Linked DNA regions of Sus scrofa: region 2 is linked to region 1. The links are chromatin contacts, called in public Hi-C maps. All regions are on one chromosome and are shown on one strand. The core of a region is the stretch at or near the end of the contact, and the rest is flanking DNA. Distances in the headings are between cores, read along the strand shown. Region 1 holds the start of EMC2 (ER membrane protein complex subunit 2). Region 2 holds the start of EIF3E (eukaryotic translation initiation factor 3 subunit E).

The links. Hi-C and Micro-C count contacts between places; a contact is called where the count stands out from the background.
Region 2: a contact with region 1 is called in a Hi-C map of liver, with 9 times the contacts expected there. The contact joins the promoter of EIF3E here to the promoter of EMC2 in region 1. A contact is called at or near these places in 1 of 5 promoter capture datasets (liver), 8 of 47 Hi-C or Micro-C datasets (blood, embryonic fibroblasts, fibroblasts and 4 more) and 2 of 2 datasets of contacts at active chromatin or transcription factors (alveolar macrophages and skeletal muscle).

What each region holds. Positions count from the first base shown.
Region 1 is chr4:29,075,644-29,082,431 of Sscrofa11.1, forward strand. It overlaps EMC2 (ER membrane protein complex subunit 2), which reads right to left and starts at 3,402. Exons shown (of 13, transcript XR_002343156.1): 1 at 3,347-3,402. It overlaps LOC110260238 (a long non-coding RNA gene), which reads left to right and starts at 3,574. Exons shown (of 6, transcript XR_002343159.1): 1 at 3,574-3,639.
Region 2 is chr4:29,284,181-29,290,657 of Sscrofa11.1, forward strand. It overlaps EIF3E (eukaryotic translation initiation factor 3 subunit E), which reads left to right and starts at 4,698. Exons shown (of 13, transcript XM_021089027.1): 1 at 4,698-5,241. The coding sequence starts at 5,152.

The DNA.
Region 1 (6,788 bases), core at 2,152-4,651:
CTATTTAACAAACATCAGTAACTTTCAGCTGCCTAAGTAAACTACATACCTACTTTTTTTATAGAGCCCAATAAAAACTAAGAGTGTTAGACTTAGTATATAAGTTTTTTATAAGTATGTGATACATTTTCCTATCATAAGAATCATACTACTCTTGGAACTAACCATTTCCATGACTTTTTTTTTTTTTTTCTTTTTTTTCACCTGCACCAGCTGCACCTGTAGGTTCCTGGGCCAGGGATACAATTTGAGCCAAAGCTGTGACCTACCCAACAGCTACAGCAACATGGATCCTTAACCCACTATGTGGGATCAAACCAGTGCCTCCACAGAGATAAGCCAGATCGTTAACCCATGGCACCACAGCAGGAACACCCTTCCACGACGCCATTCAATGGAATTCTTAAAAGAACCTAGATCCAACTGACACTCCCTCCCCAAAATATCTAAACAAAAAAACTATTCCTAGAGTTCCCTCATGACTCAGTGGGTTAAGGATCTGGTGTTGTCACTGCTGTAGCTGTGGTTATAGCTGTGGTCGAGGTTTGATCCCTGGCCTGGTAAATTCCCTATGCCACGGGTGCAGCCAAAAAAAACAAAAAACCAAACAAAAACAAAACTATTCCTGAGGGTCTTCCCATCATCCTCTCTGAAAGAAAAATCTGCAATACTCTTTTCTTAAAAGTCTGCTAAGGAGTTCCCATTATGGCTCAGCAGAAATGAATCTGACTAGCATCCATGAGGATGCAAGTTTGATCCCTGGCCTCGCTTAGTGGGTTAAGGATCCAGCATTGCCATGAGCTTTGGTGTAGGGTGCAACTCAGATCTGGCATTGCTGTGGCTGTGGCATAGGTCAGCGGCTGCAGCTCTGATTGAACCCCTAGCCTGGGAACCTCCATATGCCTCGGGTGTGTCCTAAAAAGACAAAAAAAAAAAAAAAAAAATCCGCTAAAATAGGACTTTAATTCTACTCATTAATAACATTAATTCCAAAATAAGAAAACTATATCCTATTTGCTGAGTTGCCTAAGTCTAAGATACAAAAAAAAATTATTCCAACATTGAGAAAATGACTCACAGTCTTTTGTGAAGACTTATTACAGTTCATTTTTAATCCCACTAACAATTCATTCAGTCACCAGATTACTGAGTTTCTCCAATATGTCAGACATTAGAACAAGAGAGGCCTGGTCTCTCATGGCACTCTAGGAGAAACAAAATCTTTAAACTTAACACAACTGTACTTCAATAGTATGGACACACAATTAAAGAACCAGGGTTAAGTTTTGTTGCTTGTCTGTTTTTGTTGTATTTTTGTCTTTCTTTTTTTTTTTTTTTAATTTTGGTGGAAGGATGGGGAATGGCTGGGGGTAGGGTGGTCAAGAAAAGCTCTCTCAAGTATGTTACCTTTGCAGGAAATTCTGAGAAATGATAAAGTATAACGGGAAAAAAAGTAGAGCAAAGAGGGAAGAAAATTATCAAAAGGAATAACTTGTGTCCAATCCTAAGACAAAAGGAGCAGTGCATATTTAGGGAATTCAATAAAGGCCAGTACAACCACCTCATAGATAAGGGGAAGAGTAGCTTAAGATAAAGCTGGAGGCACAGGCAGGAGCCAGATCATCTTTTTATTCTTATTGTTTTGTTTTAGGGCCACAACCAAAACATATATAAGTTCCCAGGCTAGGGGTAGAATCAGAGGTACAGCTGCAGACCTATGCCACAGCTCACAGCATCGCTACACCCCGACCCACCGAGCGAGGCCAGGGATTGAACCTGCGTCCTCATGGACACTAGTTGGATTCATCTCTGTTGCACCACAATGGGAACTCCCCAGATCATCTTTTCATATGTACTTAGTTTAAAAGAACTTTAACATATGTTTTCCCTTTTGTTCCTCAACAAACTGTAAAGTAGTTATTAATCTAAATCTTTCAATTATGTTGCTCATTTTTAGAATTCCCACAGGGTAAGGTCACCCTGTGGTAGTTACACATTTATCCACTCATTGCCTAAGACTATACATGATACTATCATCCAAGAAACTTATACTGAACATACCTTCAAAATAGCACTTTCTAAAAAGCATAAAATATTTGAAACATTTTTAAGAGCATTAAAATATCAACCACATTATCATCCTGATACCCACCTTTTAAAACTACGTATTTACAAGTCTGTCTTTCTCCTAGACAGTGAACTCCCTGAAAGCAGGGACTGTGTGTTACTTAAATTGATATGCCCGAGATCTAGTACGGAACACAATGATTTTAATGTACAGGTAGAAACAGTGGGTTCACAGTATGGGAGAGGCCACAAAACCAATAATAAATCATTGAATTCAGTACCAGTGTAAAGGACTTTTACCTTTTCCTTTTCCCATCATTGTTTGCTACTTTGTACTCTGGAGAGATTTACTCACCATTGAACAATCAGTCCACGTGTTATCAGGTCATTGTTTAAATATCCCAACAATTAAGCTGTTAAAGTCTACTGTTAAATTTTAGAAATATACATTTCAATTACACAAATTTCATGCCTTAGAGAAACTCACGGCTCTTCTCTTAAGCATGCATGCCTCCCACTAAAATTCCTGCTCTTAGAGAACTGGTCCAGTTTGCTTCCAAATTTAAAGAACACATTCCATCTCAGATTAAACTAGAGTATGGAAAGAAAGTCCTTCATACTTCAGCACATGCCCCGAATAACCAGCTCTTTTCCTCTTCAGAAAAGGAATTACTAGTAAGAAACAAGAAGGAAGTAGTGTTGTGTGTGTAAATGTGTTTTGAGGAGAAATGGGACAGGGAATAATTAAAAAGGGGAGAAATCAGAAACCCAGGTTTTAAGAGAGAATGAAATGTAAACAACATGTAGAAGAATCAGCCATGTTCAAACGTTTCCAACACACCTTTACTGCAGAGAGTTGTAACCCTTAAACGGCACTTAAAAGGCTTTACAGGCCCTTTATTTTGGCGGCTGCAAAGACGCTTCAGCAGGCAACTACCCCGCCTCCTCCGCGCCCCCCAGCAGCCACAGGAATTGTGTGACAACCCCAGCCCGAGGTCCCTGCCGCCTAATAATGGAAGCTTCCCTGGGCCCCTGGACCTGCGCGGAAGTGGGACGGTCAGTCAGTCTACGGTAACCACAAGCGGTGGGAACACCGCAACCTCCAGCCGGTGGCCAGGCCAAGGAAGAGGTCAGCCTCCACTCCACCTCAGACACCACCTCAGCTCGGCCAGTCCAGTGCCGAAAAGACCCGAGAATCCAAGTCTCTTAGGACAACAGATATTCCCGAACCGCTTCCCACGGCTTTCGGTCTTTCAGCTCCCGCGTCGCCCGCAGTTACCTTCCCAAGTGACATCGTAAAGCTCCGAGACCTTCGCCATCTTCTCAGAACCTGGAGGCAGCGGAGTGAGAGGGCGGGGAGACGAGGTCACGTGACCTGCGACCGGGCGGTGGCAAATTTCGACACCATTTCTCATTGGTCGAGAGAGCTAAGGGGGAGGGATCCGCCGCGCATTGGCACGCGGGTCTGCGAAGGGGCCTTTGGAAAGGAGGGAGGGGCTAAATGGGCGGTGCGCTGCGCGCTCTGACTGTGATGACGCCAGGGCTGAGCCGCTGTAGACTGCTTGCGGTGAGGTGTGGGTTTTTACCATGAATCTTTAACAAATGCTAGGTCATTAATGTGTGCCGCTCCAGGTTTTTAATTTTTTTTCCTACGTTAAGTGTATTCATTCTCTTCCTGCTCCCTACTCAGTACCTTGTTCTCGTCATGACCCCCTGCGATGCAAAGTGCTGCGTGAATCCCTTGCCTGTCCCCAACTTTTCTTCTTTCGTGATGGGATTCACTTTCTCTTTCCTTTAATGTTAGGCTAGAATCATAACACTTCACAGAGTGTTCGTTAAATCTCTATGAGGAACTCAGCAGGATTCTTTTTTACATAATGCTTCTGTGGCCTGAGGACTTACGGTGTTCACGTGAATGGCTTCCTACCAACTTAAACCCTTAGTTAAAGCTCATCCTGGACCACTGCCTGCCTGCCACTCTAAATTTGAAACTGCATAAAAGCAGCCAGTATGTAAGTGCTTGTAAATAAATGAAGGACTGAATGTATGTACGAATGAAATGGTCACAGGCCCACAGTCTCTCCTCTTTAATCTCACGGGAGAGCCTCCAGGCTAATTGCTTTCTGGAATTTTTGGACTTTGTCTCCTAGAGCTAGGGAGAAATATCTGGGGTGGAAGTAAAAAATTAGAGAGTCTAAGGGTGTATTTAGTATTTGAAGCAATGAGAACATATTGTGGAGGGGGAATATGTAAAGTGAAGAAAGAAGGCTAAAAATCCCTGTGTAACAGGTATAGGTAAGGGTCAGTGAAGAAGAGGCAATCAAGATATAAGAAAGAAGGAAAACAGTCATATCCCCAAACCAAAGTAGGGTTTTTTTTAAAAAAGGAACTACCAGTGGTGGAACCTGCCCAAGGGAAGTTGTCTAAGGGTAGAAAAGACATGAATTTATAAACTTGGATAAAGTTCTGGATAAGCATCATTCTCTCCAGACTAGACAGTTTATAAAAACAAAACAAAAAACCCTTCGTGGAGTTTCCTAGTGGCCTAGTGATTAAGGATTTGGCATTGTCACTGCTATGGCTAGAGTTCCATGCCTGGCCTGGGCACTTATGTATGCTGCTGGTGCCACCAATAAATTAATTAACTAATTTTAAAACTCTCCATTCAAAAAATTAAAAACCCTCTACTTAGAAGTTCCCATATTCTGGAGTTCCCATCCTGGCTCCGTGGTTAACAAACGCTGGTAGTATCCATGAGGACTCGGATTCTATCCCTGGCCCTGCTCAGTGGGTTAAGGATCCGGTGTTGCTGTGAGCTGTGGTGTGGGCCATAGAAGCTAATTATATAGATATGAAAGAAAATATCTACCTTGAGTTTTCATCAAGATTAAAAGACACTTCGTGATGTTCTTATGGAGGTAACAGTCCTGCGGGTATAAATACTATTTATGTGCTGATGATAAAATCCAGCAGTCCTTAATTCTCTCCTGAAGCCCAGTTCTGCTTTCTTGACATACTCACTTAGATGCCTAATATGTATATCAAAGTTAACATCTCTCTAACAGAACTATGGATTTCTGCCGCACGTCCCCTGCTTGCTCTTCCCCATCACAACTGATCAAGCCATCCACCTAGTGGCACAAACTAAAATTCTAGGGTGTATAATTGATTCTTTTCTTTACCAACCCCACTTTTCCAGTCTATCTGCAAATTCTGTGTTTTATACTTCCAGAACTTTTCCCCAAATTCGTATTTTTTTAATCTCCAATGCTACTGCCTAATCAAGGCCACAACCATCTTTCACCTGTATGATTGTCATAGCTTCCTAACCACCTTAGTTTGATTCTTACTGTGTAAAATCTCTTTCTCGATGCAGCAGTCCTACTGGTTGTAAAACAACAACAGCAACCCACAAAAGTCCTTTGCTTACAGCTCTCAAATGGCTCTCCCTAGCATAAATATATACACTAAAATGCTTTTTCATGGTTTGCAGGGCTTTACTCAGGCCACCTCCCTCCTACATTTCTTACCCCATCTCCTTCCTGCCCTTCTATCTCTTTCACTAGACTGCAAATATTTTTTCTAAAACATGCCAAACTCCTCTCTGCCTTGGGTCTGGCATTTGCCCAGAGTGGGTAAGAGCCCAAGGGGTTGTCTTTTAATGATTTACAATTGGTATTAACAATTACAACTAATTGAGGTAGGAAATATTTTCTAATCATTTTAACTAAATGTCTTTGTAGCTAGCTACTCTTGTCTATCAGGCAATAAACCATTAACATTGAGTTAAAAGAGGTCAATATCAGAAATTTTGAACTGGAAACTAGAATAATTTCATTTTAAACTTAGAAGGCAGTTCGATTTTTTAGAACAAGATTTGTCAAACTTTTTTGCCTGCAACTCACATTAAGGAATACATTTTACATCACATCATATGCATTCATATATTTAAAGCCAAAACAAAATTTTGTAAACTAGCCTTCTAATGTGTCTTGTTCTTTATATTTTCTATTCTAATTGAGTCAATTCCATTTTATTTTATAAAAAATATTAGTTGTGACCCACTAGGGGTGGTAAAGTGTCCTATTTTTGAAAAATACTGGAGTTCCCGTCATGGCTCAGCGGTTAACAAATCTGACTAGGAACCATGAAGTTGCAAGTTCAATCCCTGGTCTCGTTCAGTGGGTTAAGGATCTGGCTTTGCCGTGAGCTGTGGTGTAGGTCACAGATGCGGCTTGGATCCCGCGTTGCTGTGGCTGTGGTGTAGGCTGGCAGCTACAGCTCTGATTAGACCCCTAGCCTGGGAACTTCCATATGCCCTAGAAAATACAAAAGAAAAAGAAAAACACTGATGGACATTGTACATGTTTCCTAATCTGAGGCCCTTAAATGAAATAATATGCTCAAGTTGTTGATACTAGTACATAACAAAGCAACTTCTTAAATTCAGTAAACCTTATGGCATTTATAAAATGGACACGTACTATGGAAATTCATATGGAGGTGATGAGTTGTTTAGATCACAGATGAAAGATGAGATGAAATAGTTACAGGAAAAAAGTCACCTTCTTTATAAGTGAAATATGAAATATTTATAGGAAAAATGTTTGTACTCTCTGAAGTGAGAAAAGTGACTATCTGTTCATATTTTATAACTTTTTTTTTTTTGTTTTGGTCTTTTGTCTTTTTAGGGCCACACCTGTGGCACATGAGGTTTCCAA
Region 2 (6,477 bases), core at 3,448-5,947, 210 kb after region 1:
ATACTCTGATCTCATCCAGTCTCATGGTTCTAAATTTCATCCAAAGGTTGATAAGATCTAGTTTTCTATCTCCAGGTCTTACCTATCAAATTTATATGCACCACTGTCTAAACAGTATATTAACTTAGATGTATGTCTAATAGGCATCCCAAACATAATATGTCCAAAACTTAACTCTTGATTTCTCTCCTGTGAAGCACGGATATATCACACCCTTCCTCATCTTAGTAAATGGTCTCTCAGTTACCTCTCAGTTCTAGACATTAGAATCATCTTTGACCCTTTTCCTTCTCATCTAATCCATTAGAAAATTTTGCTAGCTCTGTATTCAGAATATATTAAAATCTATGGGAGTTCCCATTGTGGCTCAGCAGAAATGAATCTGACTAGCATCCACGAGGATTCAGGTTCAATCACTGGCCTTGCTCAGTGGGTTAAGGATCTGGCATTGCTGTGAGCTGTGGTGTAGGATGGGAGTGACAGCTCCAATTCATCCCCTAGCCTGGGAACTTCCATATGCTGTGGTGTGGCCCTAAAAAGACAGAAAAGAAAAATTGCTAGCTCTATATTTGGAATACATTTCCAAACTTTTTCAATGCTACCACTCTGGTCTAAGACATCATTATCTTTTGTTTGAATTATTTCAATAGTCCCTTAACTGGTCTGTGTATATGCATGTTCCCCCACCCCCTTCCTCAAAGTGACCTTTTAAAAGCCTAACTCTAGGGGAGTTCCCACCGTGGCACAGCGGAAATGAACTGACTAGGAACCATGAGGTTGTGGGTTCGATTCCTGGCCTTGCTCAGTGGGTTAAGGATCCGGCATTGCTGTGGCTGTGGTGTAGGCTGGTGGCTACAGCTTTGATTAGACCCCTAGCCTGGGAACCTCCACATGCCATGGGTGTGGCCCTAAAAAGACAGAAAGACAATAAAATAAAATAAAATAAAATAAAATAAAATAAAATAAAATAAAATAAAATAAAAAAATAAAAGCCGAACTCTAACTATATGCTTTATGTGCTCAAAGCCCTCCAATAGATTCCCACCGCTTTCAGAATAGAACCCAAAGTCTTTACTGTGGCCTCTCTGTCCCCCTCATCCCGCTCTGAATTCATCTTCTGCCACACTTCCTCTTGTTCAACCAACTACCGAATTTCAGGCCTCCTTGCTATTCAAACACACTTTTGCTTCTGTACCTTTATACTTAGGATTCACCTGCAGTTTTTCTCCTCTAGGCAGCCAGCCACAGGCATCTTCGCTTTCTTCAGATCTCTTTCCAAATTCTACTGTATCAGAGAGGCCTTTCCTGACCACCTTATATAAATTAGCAACTTTTCACCATCATTCTCTAACTTCTACCTTGTGTTTTGTTCTTCATAGCACTTATCACCACTGGATAAATTATGTATTTGTTAATATGTTTTTATCTGTCTCTCCCCACCGCTTGAATATAAGCTTCTTCTTCTTTACGCCCATGGCATGTGGAAGTTCCTGGGCCAGGGGCTGAACCCACACCATAGCAGTGGCCTGAGCCACAGTAGTGACAATGCTGTATACTCAACCCACTGAGCCATGAGGGAACTCCAGTATAAGTGCTTAGAGAAGCCACTGTGTTTTCTTCTCTGCTGTATTCCTAGGACCTAGAACAGTGCCCAGCACTTTGTAAGTATTCAATTTATATTGAATGAATGAAGGAATAATTGCTACATATTAGAGTGAAACTCCTGTGGCCTGAGATTAGCTCTCAAGAGATTACATACTCCATTAACACTTAGCTTAGTACCTTACATATGGTAAAAGTTCAAATGTTAATCAAATTGAACTTCATCTTATTTCTGTTTATCAAAGATGCTCTCTGTTCCTTTTTGGCATGTTTCCATACTTCCAGCTGCTTCCTTCCTTTGCTGCAGCTTATTTCTGCTGGAAGCCTCAGTGCCTGCTGTTTCTCTAAGATCCTCTTTTCCTGTCTATATTCTATTACAACTTTAGTCTCTGGGATTCCAGGAAACTTCATATTACAACTATTACTTCTCAACTCTCAGAAGGTACGAAGACTATCCCCTACAATATAGCAGCTTATACTACATTTATTCTCTGCTTCATGGAAATTCAGCTTTGCTTTCCTAATAATACTGTAATGGCAGTATGGCGGAGATCATACTCCCAAATCCTTAAAAAAAGCTGGTACAAGGTTACACACACAAAAAGTTTTTAATAATATTATCAACTGATCCAGAATAGTATCTCCATTTGCATACCAGATAGCATCACTTAGATATGTAATATGGATCTTATTCTGTCTGAAGCAGAATTTCTGATTTTAGGACTCATAAATATTCCTTTGCCATTCTCTCACACACACACCCCTTTTACTAGTCACCAGTAGGTAACCAATTTTGTTAAGCTCAAAAGTCTAAGAATCATTTTTTAAATTACAGTTTTATTCTGAGATTAATAGGTTCACTTGCTGTTGTAAGAAATAGTACAGGAAGATCCCATGTATCTGAGTAAAGGTAACTTTATTCAGTTTCCTCCAGTGGTAACATCTTGCAAAATTATAGCATACTCTGGGAGTTCCTCAAATGATTAAACACAGTTACCATATAACTCAGCACTTCTACCTCTGAATATAGATGCAAGAGAACTGAAAATATATTTTTACATAAAAATGAGTACATTAATGTTTATTAACAGCATTATTTATAGCAGCCAACAAGTGGAAACAATCCAAATGTCCATCAGTGGATGGATGCATAAATCATATATTCTATATCCTTATAACAGAATATTATTCAAACATAAGAATGAATGACATCCTGATACATGCTACAACTTGGATCGACCTTGAAAACATTATGTAAAGTGAAAAAATTCAGACACAAAAGGCCATATATTTTCTTATTCCATTCATATGAAAGTCCTGAATAGGAAAATTGACCGAGGCATAAAGTAGATTAGTGGTTGCTTAGGGCTGTGGTAGAATGAGAAAGAGAAGATGGAGAAGATGAGGTATGAGAGATTATGCGTCCAGATGACCTAGGACTTTTTAGACTATTTTAAAACCTATACAATTTGCCCTGAGATAACAAGGTGTGGACGGTTTTGAGCATAATTTGGCTTTTATAAGACAGTCTGGCTGTTGCATGGAGAATAAACCACAGGAGGAAAAGAGGGGAAACAAGGTGATTAGTGGAGAGGCTATCCCAAAAATCAAAGCAAGAGATAATGGTGGTTTGGCATAAGAATTAACTTTGTGGGTGGTATGAATTGATTGGCTCTGGATTTGCTTTTTTTTTTTTTTTTTTTTTTTTTGTCTTTTTAGGGCCACGCCTGCAGCATATGGAGGTTCCCAGGCTAGGGGTTGAACCAGAGCTGTAGCTTCTGGCCACAACCACAGTCAGAGCAACATCAAATCCAAACCGTGTCTGCGACCTACACCATGGCATATGGCAACGCCAGATCATCGATTTGCTTCAAAGGTAGAACCAGATGATTTGCTGGTAGAGTCAATGTAAAGTATGAGAAAGAGAAAAACCGAAGATGATTTGAAGATTTTGGGTCTGAACAACCAGATGGATGGAGGTGACATTCACTGAGGTGGAGAAGGGTGCAAAAAGGAGCATTATTTGGACATGTTAATGTTTAGGATGTTGCATATATGGGCACCTGCTATTGACCAATAGTCTGTGTTTGGGTGTTGTCAATGTGAAGACTGCACCTAAAGCCATTAGGTTGAATGAGGTCACTTGGGACATTTGCCTAGATAGCAAAGAGGTCCAAGATCCCAAGGCAGTCCAAAATGAAGAGGCCTGAGAGATGACAAGGAACTAGCAAAGGAGATGAGTACTCAGAATAAAACCTGTAAACCTTACCTTATTATGACCTGACCTATCTCAATGTCTTTAACCCACTCTTCAGTCCAGTAGGATACTCAGTTTTTGAAACACACCAAGTCCTTTTCTGTCTTATGGCCTTTGTCTTTGCTGTGCCTTTCACCAGGCATGTTTTCCAGGCTCTAATTTTGGTCACCTGCTTCTCTTACCACAACTCGCAGCTAAATTATATACCTCAATTTTCTTTTGTTGAAAATTAATCAGTTGACCTAAGAAAGAAGTGGAAAACTTTATCCGAGCCAAATTTGGGGATTATAACCCAGGAGGAGCATCTCAGAAAGCTCTGAGAACTGTTTCACTGGTTAGAAATCAAGGCACAGTTATGTAAATTTTTTGAGACAGGGCTGTAACATCAAATGATGTATTATTGACAGTTTATATAATCCAGATCTAAGCATCATTCTCGTGGGTCATGTGACCCCTTTCAAAATTGAGAAGGAATGTTATCTTTTAAGGAATTGTCCTATTGATGCTAGGAAAATATTGTTTTTTATGCTTGGGCTGGTATCCTGCCGATGGGAGAGGTTTAGTTGATGCATAATGCAGGCATACAATGCACAGTAGCAGGAGAAAGAAGGCCAAAGGTCAGATAACTTTTTAATGTTTAAATTTTTATCTTGCCATAAAACAGTGAATTTTATTTTACATTCTAAATTTCCTAATAAAAAAGTCCCAACCAGCATCCTCCACCTACGACAAGTTATGGATCTTACTATAATCTGTAATTACTTCATTTGCTTTTTGTCCAGAAACCCGTCCCGCTTTAACACACAAAACCGTAACTATATGCCAAATACAAGTTCAGCTATTCCTCCCTGTATGTAACTTTCAGAAGAGCAGAGACCTCATGATCTTATCCCGTGCCACATCTCCAATACAAAGACATTGCCTCAGCAGTCAATTCTAAGTCTTCAGTACCGGTTAGCTGAACACATTGCAGGAGTTTGACAAACTTTCAAGAAGCAATCTTTTCGCGCTCTGATCCGTCCGGAACTGCGCAGAGGGAGGAGGGGAAGGCAGGAGGGAAGCTAAGACCTCGCGCATGCGCAATGTTCTCTGAGCGCCGGCGGTTGAACCCCGCCCCTTTCCTTTGGCGGCTTTAACCAAAGCACATGCGTAGTACCAGGCCTCTCTGAATCCCGCCCCTTTCCCGTGGATCGGTTAACCAGTGCATTTGCGCAGTTCGGGGCTTGTCTGTTCGTTTGTCGGCGCTATCAATAAAGTTTAAGCGAGGGCACACTTTCTTTTTTCTTGCCAAGATGGCCGAGTACGACTTGACTACTCGTATCGCGCACTTTTTGGATCGGCATCTAGTCTTTCCGTTGCTTGAGTTTCTCTCCGTAAAGGAGGTAAGTGGGCCTTGAGAGCGAGGAAGTCTTGGGAGCCCGTGAGATGCGGAGTAAGGCCGACAGGCGGTGGCGGTAGCCCTAGGCCTGACACACGTGTGAGGCGGCCCTGAGTTGGTCCCGAGTGGAGCAGTAAGGACCCTGCCTTACTGGTAGTTTAGCGTCGTCCCCGTTGATTAGCACTGCGGAGTTCGTCCGTGAGTAGGGGTGTGGTGACAGTTTGAAGCTCAGGGGAGAAAGGGAGGGGTTTCTACTTCACTTCTGGAGGTGCCATTGCCTCAGGACTTCCGCGTCATTCTCGGAAGTTGACGATTGGCTGGCTTCGCTGTAGTAATGCCTGAGCTTAATTTAAATTCAGGCCGTTTTCTAAAAGCAAATTGGACTGTTAGAGATTTTAATTTTTCCTTTGGGCTCTGTAGAAAGGGTGGCCTTCACTTTGTGGTTTTGCCTGGAAGACGGTTTGGAATGATTTTCTTAACCTTAGATATGTAGACGCCTAGTTTCCGCAAAGTTCTGAGTTCTTTGCATTGAGTTTCGGTAGCCAGTCACATCTAGAAGCTTATATTTCGTCAGATGGGGAGGTGAGCTCAAAAATAACAACCTGATAATTTTTAAATCAAGTTGTTCTTCGGTGTATAGATGTACAGACTTCGAATGATTTAAATTGGTCGTTAACCTTCACTTGGCTACTCAAGGTATCTTGAAAAAGTATGTGGTTCTGGTAACTCATTTTAAAATGTCTCAGTCCTAAAAGTTTTGAAATGTGAGGTTTAGTAACATCTTAGGGTTTTTTTTTTTTTTTTTTTGGAAATTGGTCCATTGTAATAGTTATAATAAAGTAATATTGTGATGAAGCAGTTAAAATATTGGATAAAAAGTAAGTGCATTCTGTTTCTGGAAGCAGATTAAAACCTAAGTCTACTGGATTTGGGGAATAGATTTTGTGTGTCTCAAGAGCAATAAAACAGAAAAGCCCTACAAATAAACATTAAATTGTTCAGATAACTTTGCAAATCTTCCTGATGGTTATGTATCATTGGACAGGCATGATCCTCAAATTTATAGGAACCTTTTCGGAATACAGACAACTCTATAAAGTTGTTGATATTAGGGAACCGCCAAGTTTATTTTCAATAAATGTATAAGAATGTCTTGCAATATAAAGCTTTATCTTGAAAGGATATATTTTTGTCTTGATGTTTCTTTTATAGGACATACTTACATCTATATTATGGAGTT